Linked DNA regions of Sus scrofa: region 2 is linked to region 1. A link is a contact called in public HiChIP or PLAC-seq data. All regions are on one chromosome and are shown on one strand. Each heading gives the region's core, a stretch centred on a gene start, on an enhancer-like site or on the middle of the called end of the contact. The rest is flanking DNA. Distances are from core to core; before and after follow the strand shown. Region 1 overlaps GAB2 (GRB2-associated-binding protein 2). Region 2 overlaps GAB2 (GRB2-associated-binding protein 2).

Evidence for each region. HiChIP or PLAC-seq counts read pairs in DNA pulled down with a chosen protein or histone mark.
Region 2: a contact with region 1 is called in an H3K27ac HiChIP or PLAC-seq map of alveolar macrophages. The contact joins two enhancer-like sites. A contact is called at or near these places in 4 of 47 Hi-C or Micro-C datasets (embryonic fibroblasts, epiblast stem cells, heart right ventricle and 1 more) and 2 of 2 datasets of contacts at active chromatin or transcription factors (alveolar macrophages and skeletal muscle).

The regions. Positions count from the first base shown.
Region 1 is chr9:12,708,555-12,714,588 of Sscrofa11.1, forward strand. The region is part of intron 2 of GAB2 (GRB2-associated-binding protein 2); the gene reads right to left. Among named protein-coding and RNA genes, the nearest start is that of USP35, 130 kb to the left of the region's middle. Within about 2 kb of position 2,842, at least 27 of the 83 cell types and tissues checked have an H3K27ac peak or open chromatin away from gene starts, as enhancers often do. A contact at or near this core is called in alveolar macrophages and skeletal muscle, where this site is marked.
Region 2 is chr9:12,831,574-12,838,394 of Sscrofa11.1, forward strand. All of the region lies in intron 1 of GAB2 (GRB2-associated-binding protein 2), which reads right to left. Among named protein-coding and RNA genes, the nearest start is that of GAB2, 16 kb to the right of the region's middle. Within about 2 kb of position 3,333, at least 10 of the 83 cell types and tissues checked have an H3K27ac peak or open chromatin away from gene starts, as enhancers often do. A contact at or near this core is called in alveolar macrophages and skeletal muscle, where this site is marked.

The DNA of each region.
Region 1 (6,034 bases), core at 1,592-4,091:
GTGAGACGACAGTCAAGTTAACAGGGATGACTCAAGAATGGGAAGAGTCGGCAAAGTCCCAGGGCTGACCCGAGCTCACGCACAGGATGAGGGTCAGAACTAAGCAGAAAGGATGGGGGATCCCAGAGCCCTGACTGTATGCTGGGGTGCAGGGTGGGCGTCAACTTGAAAGTAGAGTCCAAGGGCCTCTGGCCATGGGTACAGAAGCAGCGGCTAGGAATCAGGTGGCCTTGACAGCAGCAAAACCTCTAGGTCACTCCCATTTTACAGAGGAGTGAAAACACTGCCTCTTTGTTTGTATGTGCACCTTAAAAACCGACACACAGGGCTCACAATTTTTAATTGTGTCAAATATGGAAAAACTATTATTTACTATGACTGTCACTACACACACACACACACACACACACACAAGAACACTTTAACAAATGTGCACATCCATGCAAAGAGAATGTCTGCATGTAGGGAGGTTTTAAAATCTGACTACATTTGGCTTTATGAAAACTGACTCTATCTTCCTCCTGTGTTTCCTTTTTTGTTGTGATTTGAGGCAATTTTTCATAGCTCAGCACTGGTCTGTGGGTGCCTGTTTTGAAGTATCTGCTGCAGACCAGTGTTTCCACGCTGTGCTCCAGCCGTCCCAGGCCACCCTGGGTGAGAAGGAGGGCCGGGCCATCTGCGTCCAGCTCGAGCTTGCCCTGCTGGACTCCATCCCCTGCGATGTTCAAAGCAGCTCCCACTCACCTGTTTCACACACTGTGTTCCGCTTAAGATTTAGTTAACAAGCAATGAAAAAAAATCCAAAGTTTGAAAATCACTAGTCCCCAAACTCCTAGTTTACTGTCGAGACCAAGATTTACACAATGAATCCGTGACAAAATTGAAATTAAAAACCAGGACGGGAGTTCTCGTCGTGGCGCAGTGGTTAACGAATCCGACTAGGAACCATGAGGTTGCGGGTTCGATCCCTGCCCTTGCTCAGTGGGTTAACGATCCGGCGTTGCCGTGAGCTGTGGTGTAGGTTGCAGACGCGGCTCGGATCCCGCGTTGCTGTGGCTCTGGTGTAGGCCGGTGGCTACAGCTCTGATTCAACCCCTAGCCTGGGAATCTCCAACCAGGACGTTGGGAAGTTCCCACAATGGTGCAGTAGGTTAAGAATCACACTGCAGTGGCTCAGGTCACTGCAGAGGTACGGGTTCAATCCCAGGCCCAGCACAGTGGGTTGAAGGATCTGGCATTGCTGTAGCTGTGGCTCTGATTCACTCCCTGGCCTGGAAACTTCCATGCCCCATGGGTGCAGTAAAAAAAAAAAAAAAAAAAAAAAAAAAAAAAAAAAAAAAACCACACCAAAACTCAGAACTTTGACTCCCAATTCAGATTCTAGATAAAGATGAGCATACCCACTGATTCTGCAGAGTTCAGAGTCCTATGTAGAACTCTACATAACGAAGTGGTTTATCAAAACCAACAGCCTCAGGAGTTCCCACTGTAGCTCAGCAGTAACGAAACATAGTATCTAAGAATGCGGATTTAATCCCTGGCCTCGCTCAGTGGGTTAAGGATCTGGTGTTGCCATGAGCTGTGGCATAGGTAGCAGATGTGGCTTGGATCCCAAGTTGCTGTGGCTGCGACATAGGCCGGCAGCTCAATTCAATTCAACCCCTAGCCTGGGAACTTCCATATGCTGCAGGTGCGGCACTAAAAAAACCCCAAAAAACAAGAAAGAAAGAAACAAACAAACAAACAAACGAAACCCAGCTTCAGAGGTTCAAGGTGACCTTACCACTAAATTCAAAGTCCTAATTCTATCTTTAGCAAAAAAATGAGAGTTTCACTGGGCTTTGGAATCTGGTCTGGGACCAATTCAACAATGATTTATTACTTTTCTTCACAGAGATAATAAGAAGCACTCAAAAAACAAAAAAGGGGGAGCATCTTATGGGCTGTTTGGGAGCTATCCAAAGCTTCTGGTCTTGAGGAGCTTCGATGAAACACTCTCATTTCTAACAGCCTGTGGGTTTGGCAGGTAACACTAGACTGAGTCTATGCTGGCTGGCGGCAGGGGGCGGGGGGGTTTGGAGGTGAGGAGGAGTGCCTGGTATACAAGGGAGAGCAGGAAGGAGGATCAAGGCTTAGAATGAAGAGGAGAGGGTCAGGTTTCCTCCTGTCTCCCCTTCCTCCTCCGGAGGGTCTGGACTTTGCTGCAGGGCCTGAGCCTGCTCTAGGATAAAGCCAAAGTGTCTGTGGGGACTTTATGGAGTTCATGTCCCACCTCAAGGCCTACTCTCAGGGTGACCAGACCCAGCTGCAGACAGAAACAACAACAAACCAACAAAAGATCGAGGAGGAAGGTCTGATACTTCAGGGTTATTTTTTTTTTTAAGGCGTGAGGATTTCAGATCTGTTTGGAAACTGGTTTGGATGTTTATTTTCCTCATTGTCTCAGTGGGAAAAGAAGGGTGGGTGATTCAGCCCGCAGCCTCCGCCTCTGGGCTGGGGCCCGGGTCAGGCTCCGCTCTGCTCTTGGCTCCTCAGGGGACCTGTGCCGGCCTGGGGAGAAGCCACGTTATCACCTCCACATTTGCTCTAAGCTTCCAACAAGGGTCCCCCAGAGGAGTCGAGAGATCTGAACTCAGTTAAAAAAAAAGGGTAGTGTAGGGAAGAAAGGAGGAAAAGGCCTCCCAGGAATGAGAGAAAGGCTGAGGTCTCTTTCGTCCCCACCCTCCTCCACTCCCCCCAAACCCTGCTTCTCCTCTGGTTCTTCCACTCATTAGTCAGGGGAGAAGGACCAGGTCACCCGAAGGCACTGGAATGGACCGCCCGGCTCCACCGCAGCCCTCCCCGCTCTCAGAAGTCCAGCTGGAGTAACGGGTCCTGAACTTGAAGGCACCAATCATTCTCTCTGGAGAGGAAGGAGCTGTTTGAAGACCCCGATAACACTTCCCCCAAAGCACTCCTATGGGTATCGTTTGACCCCAGGACTTGGAATAATTCTGCTCTTGAGTTCCCGGGGAAATTCATGAATTACTAGAAGTTCAAATGTTTACAGAATATTTAAGGGAAGGCAGTCTCTCCCCAAATTTTCATACAGAAAAGATGGGGAACAGATAAAGAACAGTTGGTTGGAACTCAGGGACCTTGTCTTTGCATAGAGTTAGTCATGCGACCACTGTGACATTCCTGCCAGGGAGTTTGAGAAGGAAAAAGCTACAATAACAGACAGGATATGGAGGCGGCTCTGGCCTTATTTCAAAATCTTTAAGAATTACAAACAGGGTTCTGGTGACTTAAACTCCCCGAGCTCTACTTCACAGTAGTTGGCTGCTCTGAGACGGATCATGTTATCTTGCTAATTTAGCCCTCAGAGATTAATATTAATGTACAGATAGCACTTGACTTTCCAAATGTTTAGTTCTCAGTGACTTATCAACTTCTCGCTCCTCTTCCTTGCTGGCTATTTTGTGATTTACAAGTTGCCACAGTAAACAGGTCTGTGAAAAGGGGTTCAGATAAATGAGAAGGAGTTAGAGCACTTAGCCCCACGATGGAGCTAAAAGCCTGGGATTCTTGACCTGGCAACACTGCTTTCTGGCAAGGGTAGTGCCTTTAGACCTGAGCTTCCTTGCTTGCCTGTAGGAATAATGCTAGCAGCCCTGTCTATCTTATTTTGTTTCTTTATCCTCAAAGGAGACTGCATAAGTGTTTTGTAGACTGAAAAGTTCTCTAAAAACACAAGATACTTAAATCATATCCTGTTCATCTTGACCTACAGATAGAAAGATCACCGTTTTCACCACAAACGTGACACAGAGAGCTGGGAAACAAGCAGCCACTGCTCACATCGTGCGCCTCTACACTTGCCCAGCTTCCTCCCAAGCCCTCTGCGAGAGAGGGAGCTCCATCTCCACTTTGGATGATAACACCTCAAAGAGATAAGAGGTCCTTATTCAACATTGCAGAGCAAATAAACAGCAGGGCTGGGACTCGAGACCAGCTAGCACACCTTCCAGCATGCACGTGAGAGCGAGCGGCTGCGCAGGCCCTGGACCAGTTACGGAATAGAGGAGAGAGGGTGACAACGGGGAAGAAGAAGCCCTCAGCTCAGAGGACTCAAAGGGCTGAGGGCTTTCCTAACAGAGGATGGCTCCTGAGCCCATGAATAATTCATGCAAGCTCTGTGCTAGGAGCTGCTGCCTTTTCGTGTGTGGTACAGCGGGTCAGGGACAGCTGCCCACAACTGGGCCACAAATGCGAGCACTTGGACCCGGCTGCTCGGAAACACAGCTCAGGGCAGCTTTCTGCTCCCTGCCCCGGAGGACAGGAAGGCTATTCTGATCCCCAAAGGAAGATGGGGTTCTCACTGTTGCTTGTGCACGTGTACACACACACATACTCTAAACAAATGAACAACAAGCAGACTCCACACACATGATATGAAACCTTGATATTCATTCTCAGAGTCGCGTTTTCTTTCTGGGCATCATCCCTGGTTTGCCTTTTGGAAAGAGTCCTCTGTCAGGAGGCTTTCCTTTAACCTTATGTCAGTATTCAGACCCAGTGTCCCTCCTGGTCTGGTCTGGATCCTAGACAGGTTTTAGCCTAGGCCTTTCTGGCTGGGATGTGTGAGGAACTGGAGAGTGGCAGCAAAAGGAAGAAGCTGAGGATGGCAAGAAGAATGAAAAAAAGATGCCATCTGCCATAGAAGCTCTTCCAGCTGAAAGTGAGAAACACAAGTTATTTGTTTTTTCTCTTTCTTTTTAAAAAACAGGTCCTATTACAACTCAAAAAATAATAATAATAATAAAGGAGAAAGGAGTATCTGCTTGCGGGAGGTTCCCCATGGGAAGAGATTGTTACAGGACCAACAGCAAGCAGAGAAGAGAACTCACGCTTTTGGGGGATGCCTTTATGTCGAACACAATGTTCCTTTGGGAGACAGGAAACTCGAGGGGCTGCCGGAGTCAAGGTCTGTGTTGATGAACCCACACAGAAGCAGAACCACTGGGTTAGATAAGGACTTTCTCTCTATCTGAAGGAAGAAAACTGAAACCTCATCAAGGGACTTGTTCACACTCTTCCAGAGTTACCCGAGCTCAGGCATCCTCGCCCCCAGCCTATGGATTCACCGACAGATCCTGATGCCTGGATTAGAGCTCTAGAAGTCACTAAATTCTTGGAAGAGTTCTGCCCAAGGATTCGGAGTCATAGGAGGTGGTGAGGAGGGAAACCTGAGCCACTTACAGGACCTGAGTGGATGGGGTGAAGGAGAACTTCCAATATCACACAAGGTGTCCACAGGTGCAAAAATAGCCGGGCTTGGTTTCTGGCAGATGGTCCTCTTCCAGGAGGACTGGGACAGAGAGAGAGCATACTATAAAGCAAAGGCAGGAGTTCCCGTCATGGCTCAGTGGTTAACGAATCCGACTAGGAACCATGAGGTTGTGGGTTCGATCCTTGGCCTTGCTCAGTGGATTAAGGATCTGGCATTGCCGTGAGCTGTGGTGTAGGTTGCAGACGAGGCTCGGATCCCAGGAGCGGCCCAAGAAACGGCAAAAAGACAAAAAAAAAAAAAGAAGCCCAGCCCTGTCATTTTCTTTTTGGTCTTTTGTCTTTTTTTTTTTTTTTTTGTTGTTGTTGTTGTTGTTGCTATTTCTTGGGCCGCTCCCGCGGCATATGGAGATTCCCAGGCTAGGGGTCTAATCAAAGCTGTAGCCACCAGCCTACGCCAGAGCCACAGCAACGCGGGACCTGAGCGTCTGCAACCTACACCACAGCTCACGGCAACGCCGGATCCTTAACCCACTGAGCAAGGGCAGGGACCGAACCCGCAACCTCATGGTTCCTAGTCGGATTCGTTAACCACTGCGCCATGACGGGAACTCCTCCAGCCCTGTCATTTTCTAGCTGTGACCTCGAATCGACATTGTTGTCATCTCAAAGGATTACTGAGAACTTTCAGTGGGGGAATGAGCAGAAAGTCCCTACTTTGCATGGTGTGGATGCTCCACACAGAGCTCTCATTCTTCCACGGCCA
Region 2 (6,821 bases), core at 2,083-4,582, 120 kb after region 1:
GGAGAAAACTTAGCAAATTTCCTCATTTCCCTATTCCTCAGTTCCTTAACCATAAAATAGAGAAAATAGAAGTGCCCATCTCATAGGGCTGCTGTGAAGATTAAATAATACACAAGACATGCTCAGAACAGTATCCACGTACACATGAATGGACAAATCTGTGTATAACAGGCAAATCCATACGTGTTTTTCTCTATATACCTATATATGTGTGTGTTTACATACATAACACATAAACAATTTATTCACAATATATTCTAAGAAAATAATTTCTCTAATCTTTCCTCAGATGCTCTCTACCAACCTCCTGCCCGCAGAGTTATGGATACGCTTAGATAATATAGCTTCATGATAAGTGATGCATTAACCCTATTCCCACAACTAGTCCTGCTTACTTTCACTTTGTTAAAAAGAAAAAAAAAATCAGCTCTTTAAAACCTTGCCTTAAACCATACAGCCTTGGTTAGAAACAGAAGAGTGAGCAACTCCACATAACAGAGACACGAACTAGGGATCTTGGTCACAAAGGAATTTTCCTCTTATTATCAAGCAGAAAAGTCTCAGGATGTTAATATAATTCAGATTATTATTTAATGGTTATATACTGAGCATATGCTCTATGGGGGCTACAAACAGGAGCACAAGACTTTTTCTAAATCTAGCGGGAGAGAGGTATATACACTATCAGTGCCTTGGCAGAATGTGCTGAAAGTGAAGAGTCTCAATCAACATGCTCTGAGATCAGAACAGGGAAGATCCTATCTTGCTGGGGAGGAAACAGCTGAGATGGATGTGAAGAAGGAGTCCACCTTCTACTCCAGCTTTTCTGTTAGAGACTCTGATAGAAGGGACACAGCTCCTCTACTGTCTGGCTTCTATGACTTTATCGAAAATTAAAAAGCAACAGAACTTGGGGAGTTCCAGAGGACACAATTAGCACTGGATATACACACTTCTTAGCATCCCCTCTAATACTTTCTGGTCTATTTTTAAAGTAATTTAAAAATTGATTCATAACTACAAAAATAGTACATGAATATATTCTTCTTATAAAAAAATAAGACAAACCATTTGGCAGCTCCTTAAAAAGTTAAACACAGAGTTACCATATGACCTAACAATTCCACTGGGTCTTTAGAGAAAGAATGGGATGGGAAACTGGTTTCCATTCAAATCACCCAAGCATTCATTTCAACAATTACGTTAAACTTTTAAACAAAATGTGATGTATTCACACAATGGATTATTATTCATACAGAAAAGAATGAAGTGCATAAATGCTATAGCACAGATGAGCCTGGAAATCTTTATGCCCAGTGAAAGGAGCTGGACATAAAAGGCTGTAGAGCATATGATTCCATTTTTATGAAATATCCAGAATAGGCAAGTCCACAGAGACAGAACGCACGGGTGGTTGCCCTGAGTTTTGGGGAGGAGGGAGTGAAGAGCGGCTGCTTCATGGGTATGGAGTTTTCTTTTGGGGCAAGAATATTCTGGAATTAGATAGTGGTGATAGCTGTCCAACTTTAAAAAAAAAAAAAAGAAACAAAAAAAATCCTTTTTTACTTTCCACAACTGCAGTTGCAGCATATGGAAGTTCCCGGGCTAGGGGCTGAACTGGAGCTGCAACCACAGGCCTAAACCACAGTCACAGCAACGCCGGATCCAAGCTGCATCTGCAGGCTACACCACGGCTTGTGGCAACACTGGATCCTCAACCCACCGAGCGAGGCCAAGGATCAAATCCGCATCCTCATGGACCCTATGTTGAGTTTTCCACCCACTGAGCTGCAATGGGAACTCCTGGTTGTACAACTTTGTGAACTATACTAAAAAAACTGAATTGAACACTAAAATGGCAAATTTTATGGTATGTTAATGATATCTTAATAAAGCTAAAAAAAAAAAATATATATATATATTAAAACCTGAGACATAAAGTTGAAGCCCCTTTGACCCAAATCCTCAGGGGTTTCTGATACTATCCCTTTCATATTATTCCTGTTAAACTACTCATCCCTCACCCTGCCTGGCACAGGTCCTTGCACCTGGCAGACATTTTAAGCATTCATTGCACAATAACTTCCTACAAGGATAAGATAATGCCATTTTGTTCTCTTCGGGATAATATAGATCCCTTTGTATCCACCATGACACAGATTCATCAATTTAGGATCAGGCAGCTTTAGACAGACAGTTTACATTTAGCACCATGCACGTCAAGTGCAATAACAAAAGAGCATATAGCACTTGCTGGCTCAAGGCTCAGTGACCACAAATCCAGTTCATAGAAAACCCTGATCAGGACGTGCATGCAAGCAAGGAGGCATTGCGCATCTGTCCCCTCAGCTTACAAAGGGCTTGGATGAGAAACAGGGCTTGGCAAGGCTATTACCTTGGAGCCCACAACAGCAAGCTATAAATAAAGAGACTTCTAACTCGGTCAAGTCCAACTTAAACAAAAGCCTCAGACAGTCTCACCAAAGGACTTGCTCCCAGCACACTACAATGTATTTGCATATTCAGCCTTTTTCTTTGCAGAGGTTTTTAATCAGGGGGTGCACAAATCACATGAATTAACTTTTTACACATATCCCTGGGCCCCATCCGTCAGAGGTTCTGATCTATTTAGACCATAGCAGGTTGGCATCTGTATTTTTTAAAGCTCCCCAGGTCCTCTGGAAACAGTGTTAGGAACCTTCAGGAAGAATGGGACGGGAAACTGGTTTCCATGCATATGGTCGAAGCTTTCATTTAACAGTCGTGCTAAACTTGTGACAGCTGTCAATCAGAAGACCAGCACCAAATCTCAATTCGACTGAAGAGAAAGCTGACACTCAAGGATTCACTTTTTTATAGTCAGCAACAAGGACAGGGCAGCACTTAAAGAGTGCTGACAATGCACTCACGCCTTCCAGAGACGGACTCTCCAAGCGCCCCTGAGGTAGCGGAGCTGTGAAAATACGTCTGGTAGAAGGAAGCTGGTCTAACGAGCTGAGGTCATTTTACTTGGGCATCGATATAAGGGAGAATAACTGTTAACCTATTTTTGAAATGCTTCCTAATTTGTGTTCCCCTGTTGACAGAGCAGTTTCTTTTCACGTGCTCCATCTATAAAGCGCCTCCTTCTTCGCAGCGAAGCTTGGCTTGGAAAGGAGGATGTGATAGAGGAGAAGCCTCAGCCATGGAAGCGGAAGTCAAAGAGAAGCCCGCCTCGTCTGGCCTTAAGAGGGAGGAAGGGGGTAGAACAGGTCAACAAGGACAGAGTCCCCTTCACATACACATTCCTTCTCGAACTCAGGGAGCAATGGCGCTTCAGAAATACTGAGACTCCAGTTTCCATACATAACATGGGGTGGCCTTCAGGTCACTGAGGTTCAATCTTCAGCCCTGTGCCAATACATGGTATGCGAGCAAGGCCTTGCCTGCAGCAGCAGGAGAAGGTCAGAAAGATGAGCTGGGGCAGCCCTGCTCGTTTCCTAAAGCCTGAGCATGGCATGCAGGGCATCTAGTTGTTGCTAAGAGACTGGGAGACCAGCAGAGGTGTGCCGTTGGAGCAGAGAGTTCTCTGTGCTCAGGGACTTTGAGACAGACGACCACAACTGCCATGGTGGGTTCCTGTACATGACTCCCAAAGGACAGACAGTACTAGATACACCTCAGTGGACAATTCCAGCATATGTTCCAGACAAGACAGTGAAGCAGACACAGCACAGACATCAACGGGGATGGCCACACAGTTGGCCTCTTCGCTCTGACTCCCACAAAGTAAGCTTTCTTATTAAGCTGTCAGTAACAGGCATTAAGCATCAATTATTTGCGACATGGTTCTAGGCTGCTAAGGATTTTGAGCTAAATGATATAAAAGCAAACATACAAACCAACCAACCAACCCTGCCCTGACTGAACAAGATTTAGGGGTGGAGAATGGCCAGTGGGCAGAACTCTGGAGAATGAAATGTTTACTCAAAGGGCTCTGATTAGGAAGCCGAACTTTTTTTTTATAATGATTTTTATTTTTTCAATTATAGTTGGTTTTCAGTGTTCTGTCAATTTCCTACTGTACAGCAAGGGGACCCAGTCACACATACATGTATACATTCTTTTTCTCACATTATCATGCTCCATCATAAGTGACTAGATAGAGTTCCTACTGCCATACAGCAGGATCCCATTGCTTATTCACTACAAAGGCAACAGTTTTATCTACTCACCCAAATTCCCAATCCATCCCACCAACCCCCCTCGGCAAACACAAGTCCGTTCTCCATGTCCATGATTTTCTTTTCTGTGGAAAGGTTCATTTGTGCCATATATTAGGTACCAGATATAAGTGAAATCATAGGTATTTGTCTTTCTCTTTCTGACTTAGCAAGTTGAACTTTGAAAAGAGTCAAAGGAGATTGTTTATCCTGAAAAGTTAAGATGTTTTACAGCGGCTTTAAAAAATGGCCAGGAGTTCACATTATGGCTCAGCAGTAACGAAACCGATGAATTCATGAGGATACAGGTTCCATCCCTGGCCTAGCTCGGTGGGTTGGGGGACCTGTGTTGCTGTAGCCGCTGGCCTACGCCAGAGCCACAGCAACGCGGGATCAGAGCAACCTACACCAAAGTGCACGGCAACGCCGGGTCCTTAACCCACTGAGCAAGGCCAGGGACCGAACCCAAGACCTCATGGTTCCTAGTCGGATTCGTTAACCACTGCGCCACGAAGGGAACTCCCAGCAGCTACAGTTCTGATTTGACCCCTAGCCTGGGAACCTCCATATGCCGTGGGTAGCTGCCTTAAAAGGACAAAAAAAAAAAAAAAAGTCACAAATTCTCTGAGCTTCCATCTACCAAAAAGTGGGGGTCTATGTTTCTCTTTCCTTGAATCTGAGTGGGCTTGAAACTCCACTGACCTCCAAAGTCCGGCAAAAGTAACACTGTATGACTTCTAAAGTGAGGCCATTAAAAAAGGCCACGAAGTTTCCATGTTGGCCACTAAGGCCCGAGCCACCAGGTAGGAAGTGGCTCTAAGATGCCCTGTAAGACGATTAGAGGCTGCCGCACGGGAGGAAGCCCAGGCTGCAAGCAGAGGCCACTTGTAGAAGCTCCCAGTCAACAGCCCAGCCGAGTGGAGCCTTGGAGTCATTCCGGCCCTGCTGACCGCTGTGAGAGCGAAGACACTTTCACATGATGCCAGTTCCTCGCGGTTGAGGGACACTTCGCCATTCAAGTTGGCCCAGCTGAGGCTCCAGAAATGTGGGAGCAGAAACAAGTCCCTGCCATGCCCTGTCCGAATTTTTGACCCATGGAATCTGTGAGCAAAATAAAATGGTTGTTTTATGCCACTAAGTTTGGGGCATGCCTTATCATGTCCAAAAATTTATCACGAAGCAAAAGAAATTGGAACAATAGGCGAGAACTGACAGAAAAGCGGGTTAGTTATTTTAAAAGATAGGAAGCTATATTTTCTTTGACGGTCTAAGCCTGGTTTGAGAGAAACTGTTACCCTATCACAAAGGGAGGGGACTAAATAAATTGTAATACTTTTGTGACTGTTAAGACTCTTTTATCTACAGCTGCTGTAATAGAAACGGTCTCAGTTATTCGGAATCTCAGCAGTCCAAAGAGAATTTGGGAAAGATAACCCCTCTCTTGTTTAGATTTTCCATTCGGGGCTAACATTCCCAAGATGCCATTTAGAGTTTTCCATGCACCCATTTCTGCCTATTTTCCTTGGAGCAGGATGTATATTAACCATTCAATAACCTTGCAGAATGACTGATACGGTCCAGGCCGACTGGGAGAGATATTCCAGACAAAGCAAAGGCACCAGGGTGAATAAAAGCAATAAAGATGGGCCCTTGGGGAGAACAGAGGAGGCCGCCTGAGCCTTATTCCATATACCTTCCCTCGACATTCACGTGCCTGTATCTCTAGACCTTTAGCCAGGCTGCTCTCGTTACCTGAAATGCTCTTCTCCCACCCGCCGGATGAACTCTTACTCATCCTGCAAAGCCCGGCCCCACTGTCAGATCTTCTCTGGAGCTTTCCCTGATACGGCCCTACTTGAAGGGAAATGAATCCCTCTATTCTACCCTCTTGCAATGCTTTCCACAGCCTCTAGTGTAGCAGGACACTCTCCAGTATATTCAGAAAGTTTAGACGTCTGTTTTCCTCGATAAACTGTTTATGAGCAAAGAGAAAGGATGCTTCCCATTCATCATCCTACCTCCTGTCTGAGCGCCTTTGTGCCAAATGTGAGAGGTCAAAGAAGAAAAACCGCTGCCTTTGAGGCGCCCGCAATGAAGAGGAGAGATCCAAAAGCAGTCACAGAGCCGTACTCTAAGAGCTACACAGAGGTGTGCTGCGATGATGCGGACAACACATGTCCTTCCAGAGGAAACCAGGAAGTGGCGAAAGCAGGTGACATTTAAGGTGACCCTTGAAATCAACAAGAAGCCTACATAGGGGAAATCTATGGAATCAGAGCCGAAAGGTCTCAGAAGGGAACTTTTCTTTTTTTTGTCTTTTGTAGGGCCGCTCTGGTGGCATATGGAGGTTCCCAAGCTAGGGGTCTAATCGGAGCTGTAGCTGCCGGCCTACGCCAGAGCCACAGCAACGAGGGATCGAGCTTCATCTGCAACCTACACCACTGAGCAACGCCGGATCCTTAACCCACTGAGCAAGGCCAGGGGTTGAACCTGCAACCTCATGGTTCCTAGTCGGATGCCTTAACCACCAAGCCACAACGGGAATTTCAGAAGGGAACTTCTGAGTAAGAGGAACATCTGCTCAGGTCTGGTCATTGTTCTCCCTCCCTATGGCTGGAG